Regions from separate parts of the Sus scrofa genome. Here all the other regions are linked to region 2. A link is a contact called in public Hi-C and HiChIP or PLAC-seq data. All regions are on one chromosome and are shown on one strand. The core of a region is the stretch at or near the end of the contact, and the rest is flanking DNA. Distances in the headings are between cores, read along the strand shown. Region 1 overlaps LOC106506470 (a long non-coding RNA gene). Region 2 overlaps EGFLAM (pikachurin). Region 3 overlaps LOC106506470 (a long non-coding RNA gene).

Region 1 (2,700 bases), core at 189-2,688, 420 kb after region 2:
TCAGTGTCCTTGCCAGGCACAGAGCAGGACAGTACTCTGCTCATGTTTCCCGATTCCTTGGGGTCAGCCGAAATTGCACCAGCCTTTAGGCATTTGCAATACTTGACATGTTATCAGATTATATAACAGTCACCCCTCCCACCCCAGGCCCCCAGCAAACGTGCAATCAGATACATCAAATGACTTTTTAAAAATATCCCCTTGAAGCAATACAGCTACGTTTCTGGTGTTGCAAACCAACAAAGGCCCTCACAGCCCCCTCCCTCCAGGAAAATTAATAATACATAAGGGTTTTCAGGAATTGCTAGAAGTATGACACCCACCCTTTCTAGATTTCCCAGAAGAATCCTGATTTCTTTCTGACAAATAAGTTCATTAAGCATAAAATGAAATTTGCTTTGATTTTTAGCCCTTTGTAAATGTTGCGTGTCCATCAAACCATTCATCAGAAAAGGAAAAAAAAACCCTGAAAACCTGTGTTGGACCTTGCATCCTGATAGTCTGCTTGGAAACGTGGGGGCTGTAACTTCCCATTTTAGTGGGAAGAACGAACTAAAAGAGAAGAACCTGCAGACAGAGCACCTCCACCCAGTCCTGGTCCCTGGCTCCCTTCTACCTGAGCCCCAGGTCACTGACTGCGGGTGGTAAACACCAACACTGCACACACTCATGGGCAGTGCCCTGCTTTCTTCCCACAAAGCAAATTCCATTTTGCCTTTTGCAGAAGATGCATCTGACTCATTTTCCCCTCTGAGGGTCAAGTGATGACTGATTATGGGCCACAAATGCAACTGAGTCATGAGTGGAGAATCGCCAGTTGTGCCCATTCAATCATATTGAATTGCACCTTGAAAAAATAAGTTCTGTGAAACCCCAAACCCGCAAAAGCAACTTGACAGCAAGGCCCAGACCACAGCAGCCGTGGAGGGCATCTCATCCATCACTGTTCCCTGGGTCATTTTCCCTGAACCCCATCCAGCCCCTCTCGCTGCATCTCTCTCTCTTTTTTTTTTTTCCCAACTAAAAAAATAATAATAATATAGATATTTAATTTGGGGGGAGTTCTAAATACCATTTCTTTTTTATTATTATAGTTGATTTACAATATTGTATTGGTATCAGGTGTGTGGCATAGTGATTCAGCTTTTTTTTTTTTTTTTCAGATTCTATTTCATAGGTTCTTACAGGAAACTGGGTATAATTCCCTGTGCTACACAGTAAATCCTTGCTGCTTGTCTGTTTTATGTATAGTAGCTTCATTCCTCCCTTCTTTCTGTGCCTCCCTTTCCCTCTGCATCCCTGCGCCTCCAGTCTGGTCAGATTTGCGTGTAAATGTGCGAGCACAATTGGTTTCTCTCCTCCTCAAGGCTGCTGTCAGTTTCTGGCTGCATGAACAAGAATGTCACCAACAGCCCTGAGCCAGAGCGGCCTGTGCTCCCCACCCTTTCTTCCTGTCACCTTCCCGTTCACTTCCTGTGAGTTCTGACCCTTTCTTGGGAACATTAATTAACCATGATGCTTTTTTATCAGAATTCTAGGAAAGTGGATTTCCGTATGACTCACACTTCTGCAGCTTAAAGCGGTATTTACTACATTTAATTGAGGCAGATGAGTTTTTCCCTAGATGCTCACTGTGTGGATTTACAACCATCTGTAACCATTCTGGGAAAGAAAAAATAAAAATCAGCACCACTAGTTCTTCAGGAGGCTTTGCCATATCACTAAAACTCTGAGTGAAAACATATGGGATGCTTATTTTAAATGATCTCATAAATGTCTCTACCACAGAATACAACAGATTTCCTTTATAATGCTTGCTCGGTTTGAGAATAAAGATAACACCACCCCTAGAAATTGTATTCTCCCACTCTTTGCTTGATAAGAGAGTGCTTTTACAGCCTATATTGTTATAAACTCTAAGGGAGTTTACAATGTATACAATCATGAGCTTGTTAAATAAACTATGTAAATTTATGTGGAGCAGGGTCTGAATTAATTCAGGCCTAAATAAATCAAACTCTAGCGAGACCATGATTTAATTAAAAATTGACAATATGACTCATGGCACTTAAGTTTACTGATGTTTACTGCCAAAAGAAGCATCATTGTTATGACAGAGATAAATGCTAGAAGGGTTGATAGATTTCTCAAGGTTAAAACAGATAGAGGTATCAAGATGAATGTGGCATGGTTGAGAATTCCCGTAATTGCTCAAATAAATGTTGTTTGGGCAGTTTCAGACCAAGTAAAGTCACAAAGCAGTCATGAAAATCCATAAATGTGCATCTTTATTTTTCAGCTTTCCTCCCTCTAGTTTAGGTTTTTGGTTTCTCTTTACCTTCTTGTGAATATATCTCTATATAGGTATAGATATCTAAATATTTAGATATAGAGGTCTTGTGAATTTTTTTTTCAAAAAAATACATAATATATATTCAAAAATATATTATTTTTTCAAACTTAATTTTTGTTCCTGTTTTAACCGTATGTTTCTCTTTCTTTCTTTTTTCTTTTTTTGCAATATGTTCCCTGTTTAGTGCCATCCATATTTGTGTCTCAGCTACTTGTGCAAGTTTGTTTATGAGGCTTCTGACCTGGAACAAATGCAAATGATCTTTCAACTGGCTAAGGGCCCTCTTTGGCCTGCCGTCCCCGTCAAGGCCCCAGGACCACTGGCAGGTATTCCTGCTCGGGAAGCAG
Region 2 (2,700 bases), core at 68-2,567:
ACCACAATGGGAATGCCGCTTCTTCCTCCTATTCACTTTAACCAGAGGGCGACAAGTGGGGTGGGCCAGAATTTAAACTGCCCGAGCCTTTCACTTCTGTCTCTAAGAGACCTTCTGGCCCAGCGGGCCCTTGTCCTGGCCTCTGCCTCTTCAGAGGACATAAAGCAATTTCTTGTATAGATACCTCAGAAATTGTCTTTTAAATTTTACCTCTCTTCCTCTGCTTTTCTTTTTTTCTCCCTTTCTTTCTTCTTTTTCTTTTTTATGAAGTTTGCAAACATGCTGTGTGTGACCTGCCCACATAGAAACTTATACTTGGGGGCCCAGTGTCATTAGGTTTTGTGGTGTGCTGTTACCTCTTCTTTCTTTCTTTCTTCCTAATGTTCAGAAGTTAAATTTAAACTCTCTGGTCATCCATAGTGTCCACAATCACACATTTTTCTTTCCTGGGAGTGGAGTCCTTAGTTCAGTGTCTGCTTTGCACCAACCACATATTTATAGTTTTGTGAAACTATAACTGATTTCCTCAGCTGGCTTATTTGCTCTCGTTTTACACATTTCTTTGAACATGAAGTTCATTCTACCTTAATTTCTTTATACTCCCATTTCTGGGTCTTTCAAAAGAGAAAAGAGATATTGCTGTTACGTCTTTAGAAGAAATGCCCTGAATTATCCCTAATTTGTGACACCAAACACAACTGCTTAACCTATTCTCTTGCTAACTGGTGGAAGAGGGTGATTCCTCAAGAAAACGAAGTGACGAGAGGTTGGGAGGAAGGAAACACACTTGTAAAATATTAGAAAGTAAAAAGTGGGCTGAGGGCCAGAAGTGAGGAGGGCCAGACTGGTTCGTGGTCTGTTGCGCTCTGAGCTGCATGAGCTTGGGCAAATCCTTGGTGGTTCTGTGCCTCACTTTCCTCTTCTATAAAGTGGGGACAACCACCCCTCCCTTCCCCCATGCCCCCCACTTCTTCAGGTGATTGCGATGAAAAGCTTGTGACATTGACATGGGAAGGTGGCTTGCAAAAAAAGTCAAAACCTCGTCCCTCTTATTTCACCAGCATCTGAGGTCATGGCTAAAGGGGTTCTGGGCCAGATTGGCTTCAAATAAAGAAATCCTGTGGGGAGTTTGCTGGGGGATTGTTTTCTCTGCCTCCCTAGAGAACATAACACAGTTATTCCCCAGCTGCTCCCCACGTGACCCAAGACCTGCTCTTTGGCTTCCAGGAATCGCTGGGCATGGTTCAGGTTTCAGCATATTGCAAGGCCTTTTGGTAATGCTGAAGCCAGTAGCAGTGGCAGCCAGCCCCAGGGAGGGGACAACGGGGAGACGCCAACTCCAGGCCTTCAGGTCCCGCAGCCCCGAACCGGGCCAAGTGCGTGTGCTGCCAAGAGGAAGGGGCTGACAAGCTGATGAATGTCCTGTTTCCAGGAGCTGGCTTTCTTTGTGTTTTCCTGCCACGGGGTTGAGGGCTGGGGGTCAAGAGAACTACAGACCATGTAACCTCCGTTTTCTCTTCTGTCTCAGCCATCACGGAAGCCATTGAGATCCCGCAGTTTATCGGCCGCAGTTACCTGACGTATGACAACCCAGCCATCCTCAAGAGGTAATAAGCTTCCACCAGCATCTTCCTTATCTCCTGGGGGGGGGTGTCGATTTCTCAGTCTCTTCCGCAGAACTGTTCCTTATCTTGCATGCCAGAAGATAATTCTCCAAGAAGGCACGAGAATTTAGCCACAGTCCCAGGGGAAAAGAACACACAAAATAAACATAGAAACTAGAACAAAACAACACACACGAAAAAAAAAAAAAAACAAACTCAAAAATGCAGCCTTTCAAACAAGCGCCTGACAAACAACTCATACCCTTTCTGGTCAAAGGGCATGGAGAGAAGAGTGTACCCAGACCCGGGATTGCTACCCTTCAGGCTTTGAGAAGCAGTGAGAACTTGATGCTCCAGAAGGCAGGGTTACATGCACTTGCTTCCCCAGCAGGCAGTCAGCTTCCTGCTGTGCTATGGCCAGGGTCTGCCTGGAACCAGTTGCAGAAGGGTTCTGGTGCGCCTCCGCCGCATAGACAGCTCCAAGTCCATGTCCCACTTCGTGTTTTCATCAGCAAGGTCCACTGTCCTCTTCAGGCTCTTACCAGTTCGATGAGGGGCTCCTTAGCTCTCTTCATGTGGAGCATGGCCCAAGGAGATGCCCGAGTCACAGCTGTGGCTCTTTTTTCTTTCCTTTCTGACTGCACCCATGGCATATGGAAGTTCCTGGGCCAGGGATCGAATCCAAGCAGCAGCTGTGATTTACGCCACAGCTGTGGCCACCCCGGACCCTTAGCCCCATGCTCCAGGCTGGGGATTGAACTTGAGCCCCTGCGGAGACAATGCTGGATCCTTAACCTGCTGCTTTACAGTGGAAACTCCACAGATGTGGCTTTTAATTGCTGGTGGCAGAAGCTCCAGCCCCACTCCGAGTCCAAGCTCCTGGTTTGGAATAGCCAACTTACACGACAAGAGAAAAATGGACTCTAGGCAGAATCTTCAATCCAGTGAGTCTCCTCTTTGGCGCTTTTGCTTTGACCTTTTCTCTTCCTTCTCCTTCCCCCAGCTCTTTGTTGTTGATAGCCTGCCACCCCGCACCCACACCATGGTTCTAAGATTTTTTCCATCCCCTTTAGGTTGCTCGCATCTTCACAGACCA
Region 3 (2,700 bases), core at 144-2,643, 370 kb after region 2:
TTCTTTCTTTCTTTCTTTCTTTCTTTCTTTCTTTCTTTCTTTCTTTCTTCTTCCTTCCTTCCTTCCTTCCTTCCTTCCTTTCTTTCTTTCTCTCTCTTTCTTTCTTTCTCTTTTTTTCTCTCTCTCTCTCTTTCTCGCTTTCTTTCTCTCTTTCTTTCTTTCTTTCTCTTTTTTTCTCTCTTTCTCGCTTTCTTTCTCTCTTTCTTTCTTTCTCTTTCTTTCTCTCTCTCTTTCTTTCTCTCTTTCTTTCTTTCTTTCTTTCTCTCTCTCTTTCTCTCTCTCTCTCTCTTTCTCTCTCTCTCTCTCTCTCTCTCTCTCTCTTTCTCTCTTTCTTTCTTTCTTGGCCACACCTGCGGCATATGGAGGTTCCTAGGCTAGGGGTCAAATTGGAGCTGTAGCTAGCAGCCTATGCCACAGCCACAGCAATGTCAGTTCCAAGCTGCATCTGCAACCTACACCACAACTCACAGCAACCCCGGATCCCTGACCCCACTAAGCAAGGCCAGAGATTGAACCCACATCCTCATGGATGCTAGTCAGATTTGTTTCTGCTGAGCCACAATAGGAACTCCCCAACATTCAGTTTTAATATTAATAATCTTCAGCTTTGCTTCCTGTTTTTTCTAACCATAGGACAACTCCTAAAATTGCCTGGCAAGTGGGGAAAATACTTTTTTTTTTCTTTGAGGCAGATGGAAAAATCAGCCAGGTGTAAGACAGAAAAGTAATTCAAGAACCCTTCATTCTACCAATATACCAATCATGTTACAATAAAGAGATCTTAACAAAAGCATAATCAGAATACAAGCTTTTGAAAGCAGCCCCACCCCCTCCACTGGTGCTTAGCCACAGAAGAGCTTGAATTAAGTGGAATGCCTAGAATAAATAAATTCCATGTCCACTCTTGGGATGGGAGAGAGAGAGGAAGAGAATGATCATGAGAATATATTATTAAATGCCTAGTGAAACTTGAAATTCAAAGAAATATAAATAAATATAAATCTCCCTCTATTACACATTATAGAGAGATTGATCGATAAAGTCTCTTCTGTTTGAACAGGTTGATCTATAAGCTCTTCCTTCCATGTCATTTTTTTTCTTCTTTCAGAGACTCTGTGAATCATCACAGCCATAAAACTAGATGACTGAACACTGATAGTTAGTGACTTTTTACTAGAAGAGAACAGTGGCTTTAGCTCCCTGATGGAGCCGCCTTACCCAGTCATAGATTTTCTGTCAACTGCGCAGCCAAGAGGTGTGCTTTGCTGGTCAGAGGGTCTGATTGTCTGTCTTTGTAAATGATTCAGGCTCGGTGACTAACGAGACTCGAGGGCAGCATCTGCAACCTTCTCAGAATCCTTGTCCCCAGCAGGTTTCTTCCCAACCAAGGGGAGCAGCCCTTTCCCAGAGCTGGCCACACCCCAGCCCCTACCCGCCTGCCAGCTCTGCCTCACAGGGCCAGATCCCTGGGCCTGAGCCTGGATGGTGGCAGGAAGCCAACGTGTATAAGGACAAACTTTCTCCCCTTGCACTCTCACATGACATCAGTCAGCACAAGAAGTGCCAAAGTATAGGAGACTGACTTAATAACTGATTTAGTCTCTTCCCTCGAGATAAAAATAATGTGCCTTGAAATGACAGCATGTTCCCTTCATAATATTGAATAGGATATTTGTGGAACATCAGTTCTAGCTGTGGTACCCAACTTAGTACTTTCCTTCCAAGTGCTCTCACAGGCCTATGCTTGTGGGGGACAGACGCCCTCAGGGGGAGATGGCACTAGAATTATGACCCCTCTCTGAAGCCATGGAAATGGATGGCTTCACTGGATGTGACTTGGCTCCAGTCAACAGCTAATTACTTTTAGGGTCACAACTAAAGCCAGGTTTCCTCATCCTCAGAGTTCTGAGGATCTAGTTGAGGAGAGGAATATTACATAGCATTTGTGTGTGTGTGTCTTTTTTAGGGCCGCACCCATGGCATATGGGGGTTCCCCGGCTAGGGGTCCATTTGGAGCTGTAGCCGCCAGCCTACACCACAGCTACAGCCACTCGGGATCTGAGCCATGTCTGCGACCTACACCACAGCTCACGGCAATACCAGATCCTTAACCCACTGTGCGAGGCCAGGGATCAAACCCACATCCTCATGGATGCTAGTCAGGTTTGTAAATTGCTGAGCCACAAGAGGAACTCCTTACATAGCATTTTTTGAAAGAATGTTTGATTTTTTTCTGATTGCAGAAGTAATATGTGGGAGTTACTGTAATAGCTCAGTGGTTAACAAACTCGACTAGTAACCATGAGGTTTCGGGTTTGATCCCTGGCCTCGCTCAGTGGGTTAAGGATCCAGCATTGCTGTGAGCTGGGGTGTAGGTCGCAGACGTGGCTCAGACCCCGCGTGGCTGTGGCTGTGGTATAGGCTGGTGGCTACAACTCCAATTAGATCCATAGCCTGGGAACCTCCATGTGCCATGGATGCGGCCCTAAAAAAGACAAAAAGACAAAGAAAAAAAAAAGAAGTAATTTGTATTCATTTAGAAAACTGGAAAAACGCTAGGAAGCACTAGGAAGCCAAGAAAAATCACCCATATCCCCATCATGTCTACGATGATTGCTATTAACATATGGATGTGTAATCTCACGTCTGTTTTCCTTTAAAAATGGTTTCTTACATACATTCCTGCAAGCTTCAAACCTG

What was found. A called contact is a pair of places that touch in the nucleus more often than the background predicts. HiChIP or PLAC-seq counts read pairs in DNA pulled down with a chosen protein or histone mark.
Region 1: a Hi-C map of liver shows a contact between it and region 2, with 8 times the contacts expected there. The contact joins two enhancer-like sites. A contact is called at or near these places in 1 of 5 promoter capture datasets (liver), 26 of 47 Hi-C or Micro-C datasets (adipocytes, adipose tissue, brain and 15 more) and 1 of 2 datasets of contacts at active chromatin or transcription factors (skeletal muscle).
Region 3: a contact with region 2 is called in an H3K27ac HiChIP or PLAC-seq map of skeletal muscle, with 8 times the contacts expected there. The contact joins two enhancer-like sites. A contact is called at or near these places in 3 of 47 Hi-C or Micro-C datasets (embryonic fibroblasts, heart right ventricle and skeletal muscle) and 1 of 2 datasets of contacts at active chromatin or transcription factors (skeletal muscle).

Annotation. Positions count from the first base shown.
Region 1 is chr16:24,006,368-24,009,067 of Sscrofa11.1, forward strand. The region is part of intron 3 of LOC106506470 (a long non-coding RNA gene); the gene reads right to left. Among named protein-coding and RNA genes, the nearest start is that of OSMR, 34 kb to the right of the region's middle. Within about 2 kb of position 1,439, at least 4 of the 83 cell types and tissues checked have an H3K27ac peak or open chromatin away from gene starts, as enhancers often do. A contact at or near this core is called in liver, where this site is marked.
Region 2 is chr16:23,583,799-23,586,498 of Sscrofa11.1, forward strand. It overlaps EGFLAM (pikachurin), which reads left to right. Exons shown (of 24, transcript XM_021076641.1): 19 at 1,529-1,607. Among named protein-coding and RNA genes, the nearest start is that of EGFLAM, 180 kb to the left of the region's middle. Within about 2 kb of position 1,318, at least 16 of the 83 cell types and tissues checked have an H3K27ac peak or open chromatin away from gene starts, as enhancers often do. A contact at or near this core is called in liver and skeletal muscle, where this site is marked.
Region 3 is chr16:23,952,193-23,954,892 of Sscrofa11.1, forward strand. The region is part of intron 3 of LOC106506470 (a long non-coding RNA gene); the gene reads right to left. Among named protein-coding and RNA genes, the nearest start is that of OSMR, 88 kb to the right of the region's middle. Within about 2 kb of position 1,394, at least 3 of the 83 cell types and tissues checked have an H3K27ac peak or open chromatin away from gene starts, as enhancers often do. A contact at or near this core is called in skeletal muscle, where this site is marked.